Regions from separate parts of the Mus musculus genome. Here region 1 is linked to region 2. A link is a contact called in public HiChIP or PLAC-seq data. All regions are on one chromosome and are shown on one strand. The core of a region is the stretch at or near the end of the contact, and the rest is flanking DNA. Distances in the headings are between cores, read along the strand shown.

The links. HiChIP or PLAC-seq counts read pairs in DNA pulled down with a chosen protein or histone mark.
Region 1: an H3K4me3 HiChIP or PLAC-seq map of embryonic basal ganglia shows a contact between it and region 2, with 5 times the contacts expected there. The contact joins the promoter of Sox1ot here to the enhancer-like site in region 2. A contact is called at or near these places in 4 of 484 Hi-C or Micro-C datasets (ganglionic eminence, nephron progenitors, neural progenitor cells and 1 more) and 14 of 115 datasets of contacts at active chromatin or transcription factors (SST interneurons, astrocytes, craniofacial prominence and 9 more).

Annotation. Positions count from the first base shown.
Region 1 is chr8:12,384,168-12,387,873 of GRCm38.p6, reverse strand. It overlaps Sox1ot (Sox1 overlapping transcript), which reads right to left and starts at 2,103. Exons shown (of 8, transcript NR_027975.2): 1 at 1,844-2,103.
Region 2 is chr8:12,125,706-12,129,398 of GRCm38.p6, reverse strand. No RefSeq gene overlaps it. Among named protein-coding and RNA genes, the nearest start is that of Gm33029, 110 kb to the left of the region's middle. Within about 2 kb of position 2,133, at least 68 of the 459 cell types and tissues checked have an H3K27ac peak or open chromatin away from gene starts, as enhancers often do. A contact at or near this core is called in SST interneurons, astrocytes, embryonic basal ganglia and 5 more, where this site is marked.

The DNA.
Region 1 (3,706 bases), core at 854-3,353, 260 kb before region 2:
CTCTCTCTCTCTCTCTCTCTCTCTCTCTCTCTCTCCCTCCCTCCCTCCCTCCCTCCCTCCGTCCTGCAGTGTTGGGCTCATTGCTGGGAGCAGCGGGTGAGACTACAAACCTCGGAGGCAGAACATCTGTGGGAGGTTTCTCCTGAGGGACCACTTCCCTCCACCCCAGTCACCCTTTCCAGCCTCTTCCTCAGTCTTTAACTCCCAGGCTCAATCGCTTTAGTAGGGCCCAGTAGGAAGCCACCTGGTGGCTTTCTGTTCAACTTCACTGAGCGCCCAAACATCTCCCGTGGGAGTCCTTGTTCAGGTAGTGCTACAAGGTCTGCCTTGCTCTGTCCTAAAACTCCTAGGTGAGGAAACCTGACGGAGTGCAGGAGGGGGACAACTCTCTTTCCTCTTTCCTGAGGATGCTGAATTTGACCACAGTCAGTGTTCACACCCCAGCTCTACTGGGCCTGTGGCCAGTGAGGGTGTTTCCTAGCAGCGACACCCACCCGCCAAGCTGCAGGAGATAAAACTACTGAGGACCAAGTAGGACTCTTCTCTCCAGCGGGAGGGAAAAACCTCCTCTGAACCTATCAGGGTGCAATGAAAGCAGCTACCTTCCAAGCCCAGCTTTCCACAAAGGGGCATCCAGAACGCGGGGCGGGGCGGGGGGGGGGGCTTCGCACTGCAGGAAATCAATGGCAGAAAGCGGGCCTTTAATGGGTTAATTGACTGGAGGCCTCTATCGCCTTCAAACACCTGTTTCCTGCCAGTGGAGGCGGCCTGTCTGGTCCCTGCCTAGGTCGATGATGTGTCTGTCCGCCTTGCTCGCTCATCGACTCTAGCCCGTGCCGAAAATCCATTTCACCTCTGAAAGACGCTGACTACTTCCGTCTGCCTGCTACTGGAACTGGGTAAAAGAGGGTGCAGATGAGGGTGGTCAGCGGTGTCCTAGAGACTTCTGAGTGTGCACAAGTTTAACTAAAAACAAAAAACAAAAACAACAACAACAACAACAAAAACCCAAACCAAACCCTAATGGTGCGTTTGACGAGGGAGGACGCCACCACCTAGGCTGGGCCTTTATGCCAGGGTCACCCCTACCTAGGGAGGGCCCTCGAGGCGTGCAGTCCTCAAGATCAGACTGCGGGAGTCCTCCTCTCGCCGGCGCACGACCTCCACCGCGCCAGTGCGGCTTCTGGGCAGGGACCGGGTCCAAAGGCACTCTGCGAGTAGAGGGCTCCCGGCTGATTGATTTTTTTTTTTTTTGTAGCAGAATTAATACAGTCAAGTCTGTCGGTCAGTCAAAGTAAAATTGATTCTTTGCCCAAAACACCTCTCACTAAGTGGCACACGCTTCAACATGTTAATTTTTTGAAGGTAATTTCAACCCGTGGGTTTAGTTCTCGATGCTGCCTCGGGTGGTGGCAAAGAGCCCGCAGCCTGGCCTCGGTAGGGCCGGGGGCGGGGCGGAGGCAGGCGACCTGAAGGAGTACCGCCACCCACTAAATCTTGCCCCCGTAGCCACAGGGCTCGATCTCCCTTCTTCTCCATCTTGAAGGGCGATCCACCTAGACAAGGCGTTGGGCCGTTGGGCGGTGGCCAATCCGAAAGGCTAAGGACCGGGGAGGAGTGAACTTACAGATAAGAAAATGACCAATGGACCCGCGAGACCGCTCGGAAGCTCATCCCCCCCCCCTTACCGGGCCACTCTCCACAGAGGCCAGCAGGTTGCGAGCACCCTGCACAACCTCCCGGAAAGTATCGATGGAGACCCGCGTCCATCCTTGCGCCTCTCCCGCCACCAATCCCTGCTCGGCCGGTGGAGCCCCCGCGCGCGAGTTCGAGACACACTTACAGTTAGTTCTTCCTGCAGCCCGCCGGGTCCGCAGCGCTTGGCCCGCCTGCACCTTCGCAGCCCTGTCTGGTTGCGGGCCGCGTGGGACCTGGGCTCCCCGCAGGCCAAGCGCACGCGCTGAAGCCCGCGGACCCCGGCCCGGCCAGGCTCCGAGCAGCGACGGCGCCCGCGCCACGCGCACGCACACTCACACGCGCACCCCCGCTCGCACACTCGCTCGCACAAGCTCCTTGCTCCTCGTTCGGCACACACACTCGCAGACGCACACACTGCAGGCGAGAGAGACAAGAAAATGAAATTTATTATTGATAGAAAAGACTCGCAAGACAATTTCAGGTTATTGTTTCTCTCTGGAAAAGGGGGATCCCGCCACATAATGAAGCGCCTTTTGTGTGGCACTGAACAATACCAAACAAGTATTCTAATAAATAGCCGCGTTTTTGTTCCTGCTCGGCAGTGAATAGAAGGGAGCCGTTGCTTCGCGAGCAGCTGGGACGCCGAGCCGAGCGGGGAGGTGGAGCCGCTGCTCGCCCTCCTCTAGCCGCTCCCCAGCCGGGTCCCCGCCGCTCCCTATTCGCCGGCGCCCGCCGCCCCTCCCGCTGGCCCGACCGCAGAGGTTCGGGACCCTTGGACCATAGGGATTCCTCCCCCTCCTCCAGAGACGATGGCACCCCCTATCCCTGTCAGCAGTCACTTGTGGCATCCCACGGGCGGCGACTGTCACCTGGAGCGGCTTTCCGGCTTTCCCTACCTCTTGCAGGAGGGACGCCCCCACCCGCACTCCTGAGTCAGCGCGGTCATTGCGCGGGATCTGAGCCGCGCGCCCCCTCCGCCCCCACCGCGTCCTCGCAGTGGGTTTTTTTCAGCTCTGCTCTCGGCTGGAGCTTTGTTGTCTCGCCGAGGGGACACCTTGGACGTGGGCGCTGCGCCAGGCCTCCCCCGGAGCAGCGAGGGCAGGTTTCCCCCCTCCTACGATGCGCTCCTCAACCCCACCCCCCTCCAGTGCTCGCTCTACCAAGGGCAGCAACAGAAGGAAAGACAGAGTCTAAGGATCAGTGTGTGAACACAAAGCTCTCAGGTTAAAAAAGACAAGACGAAGAAAAAGGAAAGAAAAGAAAAAAAGAAAAAGAAAAAGAAAGTCGCCCAGACAGGAGTCTGTCAGGGTGCACACAGGGAGAGGGAGTGGGGCGGGACTCTCAGGGGCAGTAGCCATTGCGTGGCCAGCCTGTCTGCATGGGTGGGGGGGGGGCACGACCCTCCCAACACTCTGTAATCCCCTCCTTTGGCGGGTCCCTGACCCTGGCCTCTGCAAGGCTGGAGCTGCCGACCAGCCCACCGCTAAGCAGGGTGAACGGCCCGGGACGGGATGCAGCTCAGGAGAGAACCTCTGAGAAGGAGCCCGGCTGCAGCCGCTCAAGTCTGGCTTTCAGTTTCTCCTCGCTTCCAGGTCTCTCTTTCCCCTTTGGTCCCTAACTGTAGGAAGGTGTCAGCACTTTGGACTGGAGACCCAAACCCTCTGCGACACCTAGGAAATGTTCCAGGAGCAAACTTTCTTTTTTCTTTCTTTTCTTAAAGGGATGATAACTCCCAAAGCATTTACAATTCACTCTCAACCTAAGGAAAGACGTTCACTTTATATATATATGTATGTATAAAAATTGTACAAACAAAGCACACGTGACAGTACCAGTGTTTGCTCACCCGGTCGGGGTGCTGGCAGTGTGTACTTATCTGAAGCACACTCTCCTGGACAAATGCATGCGCCCCTCCCCCCGCAGCTGCAGGTTTTCAGCAGATCCGTGTCTGGCTCTAACCTCAGGGATAAAACCCCACATGACTCTCCCTCCGTGGATCTTAATCTAG
Region 2 (3,693 bases), core at 884-3,383:
CACAGGGGAAGGGACCCTCCGATGTCCCCACCTCTCCTCACAGCCAAGGTGGCTCAGCAACTGCCACAGGTACAAGGCATCATCTATTCATGAGCACATCAGATCCAGGTCTTTTCTCACATCCAACCTGGCTTGACCCACTAGGGCCCACTGCATTTCTACTGTTGTCTGTGATCACTCAGCTGACCTCTCAGCAGGAGCTGGTGAGCTGCTTGGCCACACTAAGGACATTTGGTCCTAGCCGCCTTCCCCATGGAGTAGACAACCACAGGATGCTGATTGCCTGGGAAAAAAGTTAGAACACTCAAAGTCAGGGAAGTGTTACTATGTGTCCCTGATGCCATTGGCCTGTAAGAAGTGTTACTATGTGTCCCTGGTGCCACTGGCCTGTGAGAAGTGTTACTATGTGTCCCTGGTGCCACTGGCCTGTGAGAAGTGTTACTATGTGTCCCTGGTGCCATTGGCCTATAGGAAGTGTTACTATGTGTCCCTAGTGCCATTGGCCTATAGGAAGTGTTACTATGTGTCCCTGGTGCCATTAGTCTGTGAGAAGTGTTACTATGTGTCCCTGGTGCCATTGGCCTATAGGAAGTGTTACTATGTGTCCCTAGTGCCATTGGCCTATAGGAAGTGTTACTATGTGTCCCTGGTGCCATTAGTCTGTGAGAAGTGTTACTATGTGTCCCTGGTGCCATTGGCCTATAGGAAGTGTTACTATGTGTCCCTAGTGCCATTAGTCTGTGAGAAGTGTTACTATGTGTCCCTGGTGCCATTGGCCTATAGGAAGTGTTACTATGCATTCCTGGTACCACTGCCCCAGGCCAGGTAAACAATGGAGGTCTCTCCAGATCAGCCACACAACCATCACTGGTGAAAGAGGATACAGTATTAGTGCTGAGGTGGTCACAAGACAGAAGGCCCTACATGGTCCTTCACAGGAAGGGCAGCTTATAATGTGGTAAACTGAGCTGATTCAAACTGATTGACTTGGGACCTGCAAGCAGACAGCCTCCTATAGATCAGTCAGTACCTGAGCCTAGCTACTCCCTTGCCTCTGGGCCACCATAGCTGCACGACCTAGTATAGGCCCATCTGCCCACTCAGAATGACTCATTCTTAAAAAAAAAAAAAAAATGGTGCCACAGCCTATCCCTGTCCCTGAGAAAGGCTTGAGTCAGTGCTGCCTGGATTCTTCCTGCCCTCTTTCATCTGTCTGTCATCTGAAGCCCGGGCATTGTCAGCCTGCCTCAGGTCTGCTCTGACAATGTCAGTAGTGTTTCTGGTTATGATTTTTCAACCCACTCCCCCACACTGTTGTCCACAGTATCCCCACAGCTGCAGGATGTGGCTCTGTTGGGGACCCGGCAGCCAAGCAGCCTGAGGAGGGGCAGGCACTGTGGTAAATGTTTCCTTAGCACCTCTAGCGACTGCCAAGACCCTCCTCATAGCAAGAGATGTGCTCAGAGAAACAGCCCAGGTGTCCTTTGCCTAGAAGGTGAAGGTATGGGAATGGTGCAGCAGCTGTCAGATTCTGTCCTGGGGGACAAGAAGCTGACACCTGTCTCTATCTGTACCCTTAGGTCAGGCACTCTGCCCCAGGCTCTTTCCGTCTTTAAATGGGTGGGAATCTCCCCACTTTGCCCTGAAGAGCACAGAAGAAACACACAATCAGAAAGGAAGAAAGTCTTTTCAAGGCTGTTTACTTGGGTGCAGCATTGACAAATGTTTCTTTCTCCTCCAGGGCCCACCCACAGACAGCAAGAGAACAATGATGCTCAGGAGCTGCTGGCGGCTGAGGGGCGACGTCTCGGAGCCCTGCCGAGCCCATTCAGCCTGCCCGGGTGCCAGCCTGCAGCTCCAAGCCTGGCCCACGGCTAATTACAATGGCATTGATGAGGCTTTGGGAGTTCCTGTGTTTACTTACGTAGCTTAGCAAGTCTCTCAGTTATAAAAAAAAAAAGAAAAAGGAGAATCACTAATGTTTCAGAAAAAGAGTGTGCCGATGAGGAAGAAAGAATTTACTTCTTAAATGTATTGATATTGAAAATAGAGCCAAGCTCTTCCTCTGGCATGGCCCCTGTCTCTGGAAGATTCCAGAGGCGCTTGTGTCTGCCAGCGGACGGATGTGTGTCAGAAGCCCCAGGCTCCAGTTACAGAGTGTCTAACTTATCCGTGCAAGCAAACAACCAAAGTTACATCATTTTAATCAACACTCATCATTTTAATTGCCTGCATCTCCCCCCAGAACAAAATGACACTATAGTTTTATGGTATTTGATTAATGAGGGCAGGAAAATTGAAGTTTTTGCAATAAAACTAAAAAAAAAAAAATCAACAGACTTTTATCGTTTTTTCCCTTGTGATTTTAATTTAATGGCTCGTGTTTTCATTACCACAGAGGCTGTACACTTTAGCTCGCAATTATGCCCCATCTGTGAGGCACTGTGTTACTGTGTTATTACAGTTTATTCTAGGAGCTTTTCAATCACTTTTGAGTTGGGCTTTATAAGTATTCTTGCAGCAGGTGGGCTTCCTGGCATGCGACCAGGAGCACACAAAGCGCCAAGCTGGAGTTTAATGGCAGCATATGCACGTGGCACGGAGCACCAGCCTTCCCCATATGCTGCTAAGCAGCCCCTTAAGCCTGCCAGTCACTCTTCTTTCTGACTACGGTCTCTAAGTAGTTCTCTGCCAGGGAAAAATATACGAAGGCAGCGAATTTTTCCAGTGTGCACCATCCTTATTATTGAGACAACCCTGTCATTAGCACAGGCACAATGAACCCAAACCTGGGATGCATACCAATTAGGCTGCATGAGCACTTCTGCTTCTTATCTCTATGGAAACGGCCCCCCTGACTGCAGTGGACAAGCAGGAGTGTCCCCCCACCCATATGTCACCTAGTTAACACTGTGCACTTTCATGTGAACCAAAATCTGCCCTAGCCCTCACAGCAGCGCAGAGAAAGAAAGGGAGCAACGGAAGTCTCTCTCAGAACTGTGGGAGGGATGCATCCTTAGAGAGCGGGCTGGTTGGCATGGCCGTCTCAGGAAGTGCAGAGTGAGGATCTGTCTATCTTTGAATCTAGAAGTCATTTTCTCCCATTAAATCTAGCAGGGAGAGTTCAGGCAAGCTAAAAGAAATTTCTACATCCCGTGGAAGAAAAATAGAGCCTAAATATTTTCCTCAAAATTTATATAAAGTGTTTTACTCATAAGCAACCGAGATACCCCCTCAGAGCCCTGGGCACCAGAGTCACTTTGCTCCAGACCTTCCACCAGCCCCATGGACACCAATGTCCACAAGGAAACAAAGGCTCAAAACGTTTGAATGTGCAAAGCTTTTGCCACCGAATACTGAGAACTTTGCAAAGACCCATGGGTGATCTTTTGTTCTGAGTGTGTAAGAGGAGAAAAAAAACAGGGAGGGGCAGCAAGGGAGAGAGAGAAAGGGAGAGGCAGCCAGGAGACAGACAAACAGACAGGCAGACAGACAGACAGACTTTTTATCTTAGTGGCTCTCTCAATTACAGCTGGGGTATTTTGGACTCATGTTCACCCTATGGCTTGGGATTCTCATTGTCCTCTACTGTGCTGAGTATCAGAACATGACACACACTGTGGCTTCATCTTCCTCCACTTCCCAGTGGTAATGTAAGAGATACTAGAGGCTAAACAAGGCTGTCTGGGTAGG